3 separate regions of the Sus scrofa genome follow, and regions 2 and 3 are each linked to region 1. A link is a contact called in public HiChIP or PLAC-seq data. All regions are on one chromosome and are shown on one strand. Each heading gives the region's core, a stretch centred on a gene start, on an enhancer-like site or on the middle of the called end of the contact. The rest is flanking DNA. Distances are from core to core; before and after follow the strand shown. Region 1 holds the start of TNFRSF1A (TNF receptor superfamily member 1A). Region 2 holds the start of MRPL51 (39S ribosomal protein L51, mitochondrial). Region 3 holds the start of GAPDH (glyceraldehyde-3-phosphate dehydrogenase).

The links. HiChIP or PLAC-seq counts read pairs in DNA pulled down with a chosen protein or histone mark.
Region 2: an H3K27ac HiChIP or PLAC-seq map of alveolar macrophages shows a contact between it and region 1. The contact joins the promoter of MRPL51 here to the promoter of TNFRSF1A in region 1. A contact is called at or near these places in 2 of 5 promoter capture datasets (both in liver) and 1 of 2 datasets of contacts at active chromatin or transcription factors (alveolar macrophages).
Region 3: a contact with region 1 is called in an H3K27ac HiChIP or PLAC-seq map of alveolar macrophages. The contact joins the promoter of GAPDH here to the promoter of TNFRSF1A in region 1. A contact is called at or near these places in 1 of 5 promoter capture datasets (fetal liver), 4 of 47 Hi-C or Micro-C datasets (brain, embryonic fibroblasts, heart right ventricle and 1 more) and 2 of 2 datasets of contacts at active chromatin or transcription factors (alveolar macrophages and skeletal muscle).

What each region holds. Positions count from the first base shown.
Region 1 is chr5:64,316,713-64,320,661 of Sscrofa11.1, reverse strand. It overlaps TNFRSF1A (TNF receptor superfamily member 1A), which reads right to left and starts at 1,313. Exons shown (of 10, transcript NM_213969.1): 1 at 1,275-1,313. The coding sequence starts at 1,313.
Region 2 is chr5:64,165,054-64,169,151 of Sscrofa11.1, reverse strand. MRPL51 (39S ribosomal protein L51, mitochondrial) reads right to left here and starts at 1,734. Exons shown (of 3, transcript XM_021092433.1): 1 at 1,389-1,734; 2 at 1,194-1,304; 3 at 166-482. The coding sequence starts at 1,467. The coding sequence ends at 286. NCAPD2 (condensin complex subunit 1) reads left to right here and starts at 1,742. Exons shown (of 32, transcript XM_021092430.1): 1 at 1,742-2,525; 2 at 3,267-3,416. The coding sequence starts at 3,290.
Region 3 is chr5:64,132,674-64,136,916 of Sscrofa11.1, reverse strand. It overlaps GAPDH (glyceraldehyde-3-phosphate dehydrogenase), which reads left to right and starts at 2,897. Exons shown (of 12, transcript NM_001206359.1): 1 at 2,897-2,978; 2 at 3,252-3,292. The coding sequence starts at 3,270. It overlaps LOC110260753 (a long non-coding RNA gene), which reads right to left and starts at 2,036. Exons shown (of 3, transcript XR_002344125.1): 1 at 1,710-2,036. It overlaps NCAPD2 (condensin complex subunit 1), which reads left to right. Exons shown (of 32, transcript XM_021092430.1): 32 at 83-412. The coding sequence ends at 168.

The sequences.
Region 1 (3,949 bases), core at 64-2,563:
CCAGGACTCGATCAGGTGATTTATCCCCAAGGGTGAAGAGGAGAAGGCAGGGCCGCTGGATGAGGGCAGAGAGGAGCCTTGAGGGAAGGGAAAGATGGGCCTGGGGAGACAGAATGTGGGAGATTCAAGAGGGAGAAGACGAGGGAGGGAGGTGCCGCGGGGGAATTAGGATCTAGAAACATGGACTAGAAGAGGGAGAGGGAGAGCGGGAGAGAAAAGATTCCAAAAGGAGACTCACTCGGAGAAGTCTTCCGGAAGACTTGACAGAAGGGGAGGGAATGATGGGAAGACAGTGTAAGACCCTTGGGGAGGGGCAGGGGTTTGGGGAGAGAGGTCAGGGAGAGGAGGGGGGATCGCGGTGGGGCGTGGCCCTGGAGCCCCCCGGAAGGGCAGGGAGCCTGAAGCTTGAGGCCAGCCTAACCCACCCAACCAGGTGGGGGCCAGGGGCTGGGGTCTCGGCCCAGGGTGACTCCAGGGGGTGGAGGGATCAGGAATACACTGAAACAAGCCTCAGGCAACAGAAAAGGGACATTTTTCAGTGACGAAAACAACTGTCTACCAACTTCCCCAAACTGAGCCATAGAAGAAGAAAGCCAGCAAAGGGCTGTTTGGGTCTGTGGGAGGGGGCCGGGGGCAGGCCCAAGGGCTCCGAGGCCACAGACGAGGGTCAATCCGACAGACCCAGCCGACAGCCCCAGGTGAAGAAGGCCCCCCAGGTGGGAGGCCTGGGCCTGGGGAGGCCACTGGGTCGTGGCCCCGATCCCCGTACCCCCTTCCCTCCCAAACGCTCCCAACACACAGCCTCCCAAGCCAGCCCTCAGCCCTGGCCTCTCCCGGACTCAGTTTCCCCACCTCACTAGATCCGGCCCCTGCCGTCCAGCAGTGTCCTGGCACCCCTCGGTGGCCTCACCTCTCCGGCCCATCACACTGGCCCAAAGGACAGGATCCTGAGCCACTGGGACTCGGAAAGGACTCTTTCTCCCACTCCTTCCCATTTCCTAACAAAGTGCCCCACCCGCGACCAGGAGGGTCACCCTCCCCCACACCCCGGGCACCCCCAGCCCCTACAGTCGTCTTTGGCTGTCCCTGCCCGCCCGGGCTCCCTTTCCCTCCCTGCCTTTCAAACGTCTCCCCTGGTCCCCGACAGGCGCGGCGGATGAATGGGGCAGTGTTTGAGATCAGGCCGCGCAGGCCTGAGGCTGGGGCCTGGCTCTCTCCTGCCGCAGGCGGCCTCCTCACCCGCCAGCCCCCTCGGCCCTCCGTCCCAGTCTCACCAGTGGCAGCAGCAGGCCAGGGACGGTGGGGAGGCCCATGTCCGGCCAGCTGTGTCCTCTCACTCCCCCATCAGGGCTCAGGCAGTGGCGACAGTGACGGCGGACCGAGGCGACAGTCGATACCGTCCCAGGAGGAGCAGGGTCCGGAGGTCCCAAGTGGAGCCGGAGGGTTGGGCGAGGGAGCTGAGGGTTGAGCCTGGGGCAGAGAATCACGGCCTGGTCCCGGGGAACCTCAAACCCGGAAGGCCAGTTTTGGAGCCAGAGTTCGGAGAACTCAGAAAAGTCAAGCCGAGAGGAGGAGAGAGGAGGTGGGAGGGGAAGGGAGAGCGCAGAGGGGGTGTTGTAACTTCAGGACAGGAAGAGCCGGGGGTGGAGGCGGGAGGAGGCGGGAGGAGGGGGCTGAGGCTCCTTAACCCTTTGTGGCCAGTCAGAGAGCCCGTGCTGGCTCAGCTGCCACGTGCTGACCGCTCCCAACCAAACACAGAGGCGGGCCAGCCCCCTCCCTCCTCATCCCCATCGCCGGGCCTTCCCAGGGACACAGCTAGAGGAGAGCCCAGGGCTTTGGAGTCAGATTTACTGGGTTTCAGCACAGAACGCTTTTGTTTTTTTAGCTGTGTGATTTCTAACTCTCAGAGCCAGTGTTCCAATTTGCAAAACGGGGAGACCCTCTCTTTTTTAAGAGTTTATTTAAGAGTTTTTTATTTAAGAGTTTTTTAAGAGTTTTAAGAGTTTATTGAGACCAGACAGGTTTATTAAGCATCTGATGCTGGACCAGTCCTAAGTGCTCCTTCGAGTCTCTCCCCTTTTCCCCAAAGTTCTCTACTGACACCCTAATCTCTCGCCTTCTTGGGAATTTTCCCCTCCAACCAGAACCTCAGAGTAATTCTAGCCCTGACCCGGGCCCTGACCCCCTCCTCCACCCACAGTTCTCAGTCCAGTCCCTGCTCTGCTGGGGCTGGGCCCCCAGCTGCTGACCCTGGCTCTGCTTTCCCAGAAACCTCAGTTATTACTTTTTAATTTTTTTAATTTTAATTTTTATTTTTTTTCTTTTTGTCTTTCTAGGGCCTCACCCAAGGCATATGGAGGTTCCCAGGCTAGGGGTCGAATGAGAGCTGTAGCCACCAACCTACGCCAGAGCCACAGCAACTCGGGATCCGAGGTGCATCTGCGACCTACACCACAGCTCACAGCAACGCTGGCTCCTTAATCCACTGATTTCTACTGATCGAGGCCAGGGATCGAACCCGAAACCTCATGGTTCCTAGTCGGATTCGTTAACCACTGTGCCATGAAGGGAACTCAGAGACCTCAGTTATTAAATGACAGTGACAGTGCCTGTCACTGTCAGGGAAGGTGATGTCATGAGGCTTAATGAAATCACATCTATGATAATGCTGTGGAATTAGCTCCCTATTTCACAGATGAGAAAACCAAGGCCCAGAGATAAGCAGGCCAGGTGTCCTGCAGAGCCAGCCTAGCTCACAGACTCCTGACTTCAGCCCAAACCCTACCACAAATAGTTGCCACTTTTCTATCAGTCCTTTTGTGTCAGAGCTCACACCCTGACCCTTGGGGTATTTTATGCCACTCCTATCTGTGCAGGGCAGCTCCCAAATGAATCCCATGACAAAGGTACAAAATTCATCCAAATAGTCTCCAGGCACAATGACCTTCCCTGTATCAGTCCAGGCCCAGGGTCCTTCAGCCACTGAAGTTGCTAGAAATGCAGGAGGGCCAGACAGGCGTGAGGTCCTAGGGCTTTGTGACTTGGCATCAGAGTTTCTCATCCGTCTCTGGATCCACCAGAGGAGCCCCCACCCTGGAATCCACTCTCGCCTTTCCTGACCTCCTTTCCCACTCAGGGGCAGAGCATCTGGAAATGTACATGGAGCTTGATGCCCCCACCTCTGGCTGACTTCATTCCATCCTCCAGGCTCTGAGCAACAGGAGGGTTCAGTAAAGCTGGACTCATAGATGGAGGAGGTCACCTCCACCAACACACAGGGAGGCTCCAAATACAGTCTGAGTAGGCCCGAAAGAGCTCTCAAAGAAGCAGGTGCATGGAGTTCCTGTCCCATCTGACTAGGAACCATGAGGTTGCGGGTTCGATCCCTGGCCTTGCTCAGTGGGTTGAGGATCCTGGGTTAAGGATCCGGCGTTGCTGTGAGCTGTGGTGTGGGTCGCAGACGCGGCTCAGATCTGGCGTTGCTGTGGCTGTGGCTACAGCTCCAATTAGACCCCTAGCCTGGGAACCTCCATATGCCACATGAGTGGCCCTAGAAAAGGCAAAAAAATAAAAAAATAAAAAAATAAAAAATTTTTAAAAAAAGAAGCAGGTGCAGGAGCCAGATTGCCCATGGGAAGCACCCCTCACGTCATAGGCATTGATGAGTAAGCACATGTGAAGTGTTTAGCAAGTGTTGCCATATACTAAGCATTCAGTCAGTGGCAGCAGTGTTCATGGTTTGTGTTAACAATTAATAACAATTTCAATGTCCCATTTTTATGGCCATGGAAGTTGCCAAGCCAGGGATCGAACCCAAGCCACAGCAGTGACAATGCCAGACCCTTAACTTTTAGGCCACCAGAGAACTCCTTCAGTGTCCTTTTTTTTATGTTACAAGGAATTTCACCAACTGTCAAAACCATTACAGCTCAGCACAAAAGAGTTTCTG
Region 2 (4,098 bases), core at 485-2,984, 150 kb after region 1:
ACTCCATCATTTTTTACGTTTTAAACACCATAGGTATGGCTAGACCACAAAAGACAAGTGGTAAAGTCCAAACCTAAGACAAGACTTAGGAATGAATCACACTTTCTAGTCTCCTGAATGAGTAAAAGCAGCATCTAAAGGAAAATAACGCATATGGATAACACATTCCAAAGAAGTCCCATTTTATTACTGCGGGCATACAAATCTCTTTCCTCATAAGGAAAAGTACTTCCTCCTTCTCCTGGGTGGTAGATATGCCTCCTCCACAGTTCCTAGCTTTCTCTTCTACCGGTACTTTCCATGTCGGTTAAAGTGTTTGTAGAGATAGCTGATGCGTTTGTTAAGATTGTGCAGGTCATCAATGAACATCCGATTTCCAACCATTCTCTTCTTTCGGATACAACGCTGTAATTCATTCCCCTTCCAGCCTCGAAGCCATATGGGGCCCTTGATCAGTTCTTTGGGGTGTTTTTCAAAGTTTCCTATGTAATGTGAGATAACATGTTAGTTCCAAGAGGAGAAAGAACCTAGTCTCCACTAGCTAAGCCTTCAACAGAGTTGCATCTACCTGAGCAGCACCTATAGACAAGACACATTAGGAGTTCCCGTTGTGGCTCAGTGGTTAACGAATCCGACTAGGAACCAAGAGGTTGCGCCTTAGATCCCTGGCCTTGCTCAGTGGGTTAAGGATCCGGCGTTGCTGTGAGCTGTGGTGTAGGTTGCAGACACGGCTTGGATCCTGCGTTGCTGTAGCCCTGGCGTAGGCCGGCGGCTACAGCTCTGGCTACAGCTCCGATTAGACCCCTAGCCTGGGAACCTCCATATGCCGCAGGAGCGGCCCAAAAAATCGCAGGGAAAAAAAAAAAAAAGACACATTATGCTACAGGATCAAGACCACAGACTCTGTAGCCTCGCTGCTTGGGGTCAAATTCTGGCACTGCCATTGACTAGCTTTGGGAAAACTAGGTTATCTCTGTGCCTCAGTTTCCTCACCTTTAAAGTGAAAAGATTATAAAGATTAAATGTGTTAATGCATGCAGGACACACATAACAGTGCCCAACACAACGTAAATAGCCACATAAATGTTTGTTCTTACTATTGAACATGGTATCATTTCTACACAGGTGAAAAATTATAGTCGTTACGACATAACTTCTGTTCTGGAATTCTGCACCAAGGAGTCAAGTCTTACCCAGGATCCCGATATTGTCATACACCCCGAACATGGCCCTCTTCTCGTTCCAACGATCAACCACTTTGCGAGGCGGGAGAGTGACCCTTACATGGAACAATCTAGGAATACCTAAGGAAGGGGAAGAAAAGGAATGAATCTGAGCCGCTTACTGAGAAACAGTTCTCGAGGCGTCTTACTGCATGAAGCACTTACCCAGAGAGAAGCTTCTACAGGTCAAGGGCAACCGGCCCCACAGGCCCCTGCCTGTCACCCAAGAAAGGCTCCCTGCCATTGCCCTCGTCTCTCTGCTACAACAGCCCTCTGCAGGAGCACAGGAGGGAGGGCCAGATGTGGCCTTCGAGGAGATAAGAACCGTCCCCACTGGGTTCACATTGGTATTACATGGACGCAGCCATCTTGGGCTTTACCCAGGTAGCTCAGGGCGCCAGACTTGCCGGGCCCCGCTTGGCCCCGCCTTCCCCAGCGGCGAGCCCCGCCCTCCAGGTTCCGGGGCAGAGGGGCCTTGTAGCCCTGCCCCGCAGAGGCGTTTCCGGTCTGCCCACCGGAAGTTCTGGATTGCCAGAAGAGCTGAGGGGCCCGTGTCGTTGTCTAGGTCGCCCCAAAACTGAATTTCAAGAAAATTCACCCTTTCCTGTTTCTTTGGGCTTCCCTCAACTGAGGGAGATGAAGGTCCAGAACCGGGAGGAACCCAGAGCTTCCTTTCTCTGTGCCCCACAGCAGTTTTGCGCTGTAGCTGTTTTTATTCCCCTTATTCGACAGGGGAGGAAATCCGAGGCTGAGGGAGTGAAACGACCTGCTGACGTCACCTGGCAGAGGAGATGGCGGAACCCGGACTAGAGCCTAGGTCTTCTAACTGCCGGCCTGAACTTGCCTCCAGTACTGGGGGGTGACTGAGTGTGTCAGTGTCCCAGGGGCACGGCCACCGCCCAGCTAGAAACGCGGCATCTCCTGCAGGCACCACGAAGGCCTCCTCTCCACCGACGGAGTAAAAGGAGGACCTTGTAGGGACTGAGGTGGCGGCGAGGTGAGGGGGCGGGAGCCAGAATCTAGGTCCCGCCCTCCTCCGTTTCAGCGGCTCCTGCGTTATGATTGGTTGGTCCCTACAGCTAGTGTCCTGATTGGCCCACTTCCGGCCGTTGAGATTTGAATTCCAGGTTCGCGGCTTTGCCGGCGCGGTCCCCGGCTCCGAGGCGGGTTTTTGCCTCCGCCTGGCAGGTATTGGCCGGTTTCTCTGCCCGTGGGAGTGCTGCCTAGCTGATTGGTGCGTGTTGTGCCCTTCATGGTTTTTCCTTCACTTCAGCCCCACAACCGGACCCAGAGGAACTGCAGGTGAAGTTCTCTTAAAAGGTGTGGTGTTCAGGGCGAGCGGGGAAGGAGAGGCCGGGAAAATCGGGAACCGGGCGGTATGATGCGGCATCAGGCTGGGAGGTGTATTGGTGCGTCCCTGTGGTACGGCGTGGTAACACAGTCTCACAGATCCGCAGTGGAATTTGAGCAAATTGCTTAATCTTTCAGAGCCTCAATTTCCTGATCTGTAAGTGGAACAGTAGTATTATGCACTCCATGAGGTTGGCATTTGGAGGGTTAGATAAGGTATGACGTTCAAATAGCCTAACAGAACCTGGCACAGAGTAAACAAATACTGCAAATGTTCTCTTTCTGCAAACAGGAAACACATTAAGCCCTACTGGGCCACTGTTCTAGCCTCTGATGAGGCATTCTCTCTATACCTAAGTTTTGCCCATAGAAACAGAAAGAACATTGATATGCCATTTTACAGTTTTTAAAATACTTTCATACTTCTTGACCCATTTGATTCCCAGAGCAACTTTATAAAGTAATCATAGATTAGTAATCCTGTTTGACAGATGAGGCCCAGGGTTAAGTGACATGACCAAGTGTCAGAGTCACAACTAGAATTACATTCTAGTCCGGGTTAATCTCACACTCCCTAAGATAATGTTATTAGCTTGATGTAAGACTAAAAAGCATATGTTTGAGGAGAGAAGTAATAGAACCGAATGAAAAGACAACCTTTAGATATAGACTGATTTGCTGTTTGGCTTCCAGCACTGTGAGCCATTGGGAGAAATATGTCCCCCCAGCTGTATGAGTTCCATCTGCCCTTATCCCCAGAAGAGTTGTTGAAAAGTGGAGGGGTGAATCAGTATGTGGTGCAGGAGGTACTGTCCATCAGACATCTTCCATCACACCTTAAAGGTAAGACGCCACAGCTGCCCTTGTGCCTAGCACTTCAAAACAGCCACCCACATGTAGTTATATCATCTGTCTGTTCCACTACACCGCTAAGCTCCATGAGGGCAAGGAACATGTCTTTCCTCTTATTGTTTTTTTTTCCCTAGTATTTTGTTACACGAAGAGTATTTTCATTAACCACCTTCTCTAGATAATTCAATCAACAGTCTGGGTGTATATGGTTACTCTTTGGGGAAGTTTTTGTTTTAGATTTTTGCTTCTTAACCATATGTCAAAATAAAGTCCTGGCAGTTTTAAGAGTTGTAGGAGAAGATAGCTTTTTCAGAATGTCTGGGATGTGCCCAGGTAATACTTTTAGAGTCTAGATCACATTTCCAAGAGCATACAATAGTGGAAAAAAGAATATGTGCACGGTTGCAGCACTGTGTGATATATGTACAGTGCAGTTACCTATTGAAACCTATAGATGACTCAGCAGTTCATGCATCATCAACAAGGCCTCATCCATAATGTTATTGTACTTATTGGAAGTGTCTTGTGTCAGGTAGATTGCTTTGGAGAGTTACAGAGAGTAGAGATTAAGCCTGTGGAGCCAGACTGCCTCCTGGATTTGAATCCTGTCTCCACTACTTTGACTTTGGGCAGTTACTTACTCTCTCTGTGCCTTGGTTTCCTCATCTGAATA
Region 3 (4,243 bases), core at 1,648-4,147, 190 kb after region 1:
TGTCCCATTCGTTCTCTTAAGACCCGTTTTTCACCATCTTTGTGACTCAGCTTTGTCTCATTCCCCCAATTCTTTTGAATAGAACTGTCAGCAGAGATGATGGAAGATGAGACACCCAAGAAAACCACCCCCATCCGCCGAGCATCTGCTCACAGACAAAGATCCTAGAGGTGTCCTACCTGTTCCCATCCCAGCCAGCCCTGCAGGTGTCTTGTGGAGTGACCCTGAATTCCATTCCCCTTGTAAAATACGTGTTTACCTGTCTCCTTGGTTTTTTTTAATGTGTAAATGGTCTTTATAATGTTAGGCTTTGCTAAACTAAGCCTAACTGAACCAAGTCAAGTTGTTTTCCAGAATGTGTGTTTGCCAGTTTCTTTGTTTTCTAATGAATAAATATTTTTATATACTTTTAGAGGTTTTTCCTAAGCCTGTCTGTGTTTCATCCCACATTAGCCCAGAGGCAGGCAGCAGACAGAGGGTTATTGATCCAGGAGTCTGGGGCCTGTGCCAGCATCTGATGAGCTTCGAGTCCCTTGCTGGCCCGTCCTTGCCTCTCAACCTCCACACCCTGCACACGTGGCAGGATTGCTCCGCTGTGCAGAATTAGGCAGTGCCTAGGCTTCAGATCCACGCTTCTCAATCTGGGGGCAGTGTTGCCCTCCAAGGGACATTTGACAATATCCAGAGACTATTTTGTTGTCACAGCCAAGGAGAGGGTGCTAACAGCAGCTAATGAGTAGGAGCCAGGGGTGTTGCTAAATATCCTACAATGCACAGGACGGGTCTGATGCAAAGAGTCATCAATGCAAAATGTCAGGAGTGCTGAAGTTGAGAAACCCTCCTCCCCAGGGGCTGGCTGCTCTGTCCTGCCCACCCTGGCTTGTGCCCCTAATTCCAGCTCTAGACAGTGTAGAGACCATCCCCCAGGGATTTGGCACCACGTTTACAGGGTCTGCAGGATGTCAGCCCCTCAGCTGCAGGCCCTGTTCACCCCCTCCTGCCCCCCAAGATTTCTCTGCTGAGTCACCTGAAGCGGAGGCAGTGAGGCTGCTGTCATGACAACACTGGTGTCTTTGCTGTCATGACAACAGCAGACTGCGTCAGTCATGCTCCCTGGGCACTGAGCTCCCTCTTTTTTCAGCAAAGGACAGTAATGAACAATGACAAGCATGCAGCAAAGGGGAACATGCTTCGGGGAGCAGAGGAGGGTGGAGGGGCTCCTAAGGCCCTTGCCAGGGAGAGTATATGATCCTGGTGCTCCACTTCCCCAGCAGATTCCTCAGTGCCCAGCATCCCGCCTCCCTCACCGTTAAGTGCCCTCAGTCCCTGCTCTTGCCGCTCTTGAAAAGCCTGGGCACCGACTGTGCACATGGCTGCCAGCAACAGCCAGCCTTGGATCTGGGGCCCCAAGGAAGGAGGGCAGTCCCAGAAAGGGAAGGGACAGGACAGGCTTGAGTCGGGGTGCGGGGCAGCGTGCTCTCTGCCTTTTAAGCAAAGGTTATCATCCTGCGGGCTAAACTTAGCCACAGGCTTTTCAGCTGGAAAAGGGGGCTGGTCTCAGGTTACGCTGGGCCAGCAAAGAGGCCCCAATTCCTTCCACCAGCACCTGCTAATGGGCAACGTCCATTCCACCCTCCCCCCACCTTCCCTGAACCTTCAACACTTCAAGTCCTCAGAACCAACCCATCTTTCATCCTCTGCTCACAAACCTGGCCCAGCCCCAGCTTCTGAGGGACTGGTCTTGGAGAAGAATGGATTTCCTCCTCCACATCACGTCTGGGAAGGGGCTAGGGGCCCTTGTCCCCACCCTGTGTCCAAGACCTCCCAATCTTTTCCCTCTTATGGACACCTCACCCTGCCCCCAACATCCCCTGGGCGCAGCCAGTGAAAGGGAGGCCCTGACTGCAGGGCTGGCCTGCACGTCCCAGGATGGGGAGGGACTTCCGCTCTCACGTCCTGCTCTGCCCAGGGCTGGATGGGGTGAAAGGGACATTGTCTCCCAGCCCGGGCCGCTCAGCCCTCAAATTTCCCAGGAGCAACTTTGTGGGAGACCTCTGAGCCTCTACCTGGCCAGCCCCCCAAAGCGATCCTGTCCCCTCGCTGAGGCCCCAGCCAGCCAGGGCCTGGGGGAGAGCAGCTGGTGCACACAGGTCCTGGTTTGTCTGCTCGATTCTCAGATGTCCAGGCTGCCTGTCCTGCAGGGCATCGTGACCTTCAGTGCAGAAACTTCCCTCTCAGGCCTCCTTCCGAGCCTCCTTCCTCTCCAGGCCTCCCACTGGCCAGGGCCAGCCGCGGTCCCCAGCCCGGGGAGGCCAGGAGCCAAGAGAAGGGGAGGGGGGAAAGGGGAAGGGGGCTGGAGAGGGCCTTGCTGGAGGCCCCTCCCGGGCCTTTTCCTCTGTAGTTCCTGGGTCACTACCGAAGAGCCTCGAGAAGTTCCTCAATCTTCCCGCTTCTCAGCTTTTGAAGGGGGGGGGGTAGGGGAGACTGCAGCCGCGAGCTGCGAGCCGCGCCCCCAACCCCGGGTTCCGCTCCAATTTCCCATCCCACTGGCTCCCCATATCCTCCCGTTACATCCCTGCAGCAACTTTAACGTCCCTGGCTCCTTGGGTGTCCTCAGTTTTCGCCAGGGCCCCCTCCTCCTAGTCCACTGCCCCCTGCAGTACAACCCCAACCGGGCCAGGCAGCATCACCGGTCCCCTCCCCCTCTCCGTCCTCAGCCCACTTGTGTGGCGCGTGCACATTGGCAGAACCAGGCGGGTCCAAAGGAAAAAAAAAGAAGAAGTGGGGGTCGGCTACTCGCGACTTTACGGGCGCACGTAGCTCAGGCCTCCGCTGCTGGAGCTAGGACTGGGCGAGGCGAGCCCACGTCACCCCGCCCCCGCCCCGCCCCCTGCCCTATAAATTCCGGCTGCAGCCTTCCCCTGCGCTCTCTGCTCCTCCCCGTTCGACAGACAGCCGTGTGTTCCGTGCATTGCCAGGTAAAGCCTGGCGGAGTGGAGCCACAAGGGTTCGAGGACTGGTCCGAAAGGGACCGGGGGCCGTGCGCGGTCTGGGAGTGTGGGTGCGGGGCCCCGGCTGGAGCCGGAGTTGTGGCTGCGCCGGGCCGGGCCCCTGCATTGCGGGTTGAGGGGGAGGAAGGACGTGCAGAAGAGCAGAGCGAGGATGGAGGCCTGGGGGAGGGGCGGGGAGGGCACCGTCGGGCTCCAGCCGCTTTGCCCCGCGATCTAATGTTCTCTTTCCTCTGCCGGCAGCCGCGTCCCTGAGACACGATGGTGAAGGTCGGAGTGAACGGGTGAGTTAGGGGGTGGGGCAGGGTGGGGCAGTAAGTACTGCAGCCCCCACCAAATTGCGTCCGCAGGTCTCGCCCTACCGGGTCTGTGCAAGCATGTGGGGGACTTGGATGGGGTGGTCGTACCCCACCCCCAAGGAGAACTCAAGGTCAGCGCTCGGACCTGGAGGAGGCCCTCGCAAGGCCTCGTGTCCCCCATCCCTGGCTGTTGCGCGTTCTGTAACTCCGCCTCTGCGGAGCCTTCCTCTTCACCTGCCGCAGATACACAGCCCTGGAGTCTCCAATTCTTGCTTTGGCCCCATCCCCTAATCCCCCAGCTGGGGCTCTTTCTTTCCTTTCGCGCCCTGCGGGGTCACGTGAAGGGGAGGAGCCCATCCCCCCAGCCGCAACCAGTGCCCCCAGCCGGGCAGCCCCGGGATGCAGGAGGCACAGCTGCTGTGCAGAACCAGCTGGGAGGGGGCATCTGCGGTAACCTAGCCGCCATGTTGCAACTAGGAAGGAAATGAATGAACCGCCGTTAGGAAATCTTCCTGAGTCCTTCAATCTTTCTCCTTACTTGCCCATGACTAAGCCTTCTACCCCTGCCTCGTGGGGTGGAGTCTCCTTTATCCGGTAACCCAGGTCCGGCCACGCTTTCCCCTTCTTAGTCAGCTGGACCTCAGCTCTTAGCAAACTAACCCTAGAGCATCCCTTCAAGCCCCAGCCAGATTCCCCCCCCCGGGGATGAGGGGATGCTTTTTCTGGATGGTTCTCTGATGAATCAAAAACGGGGCTTTATGGGGGTGGTCTTGGGTTGTTTCCGGGTTGTTTCCCTTCTCTTTCTCCGGAGAGGTGTGGTAGCGTTGGCTTGGTGCCATGCCGGGGGAGCTGAGTCATGGGTACTTAGAAATTTTCCACAAAATGGCTCCCGGAGCCGGCGGAGCCGCAGCCCCTGTCTCTGCATCAGTGCTCCTT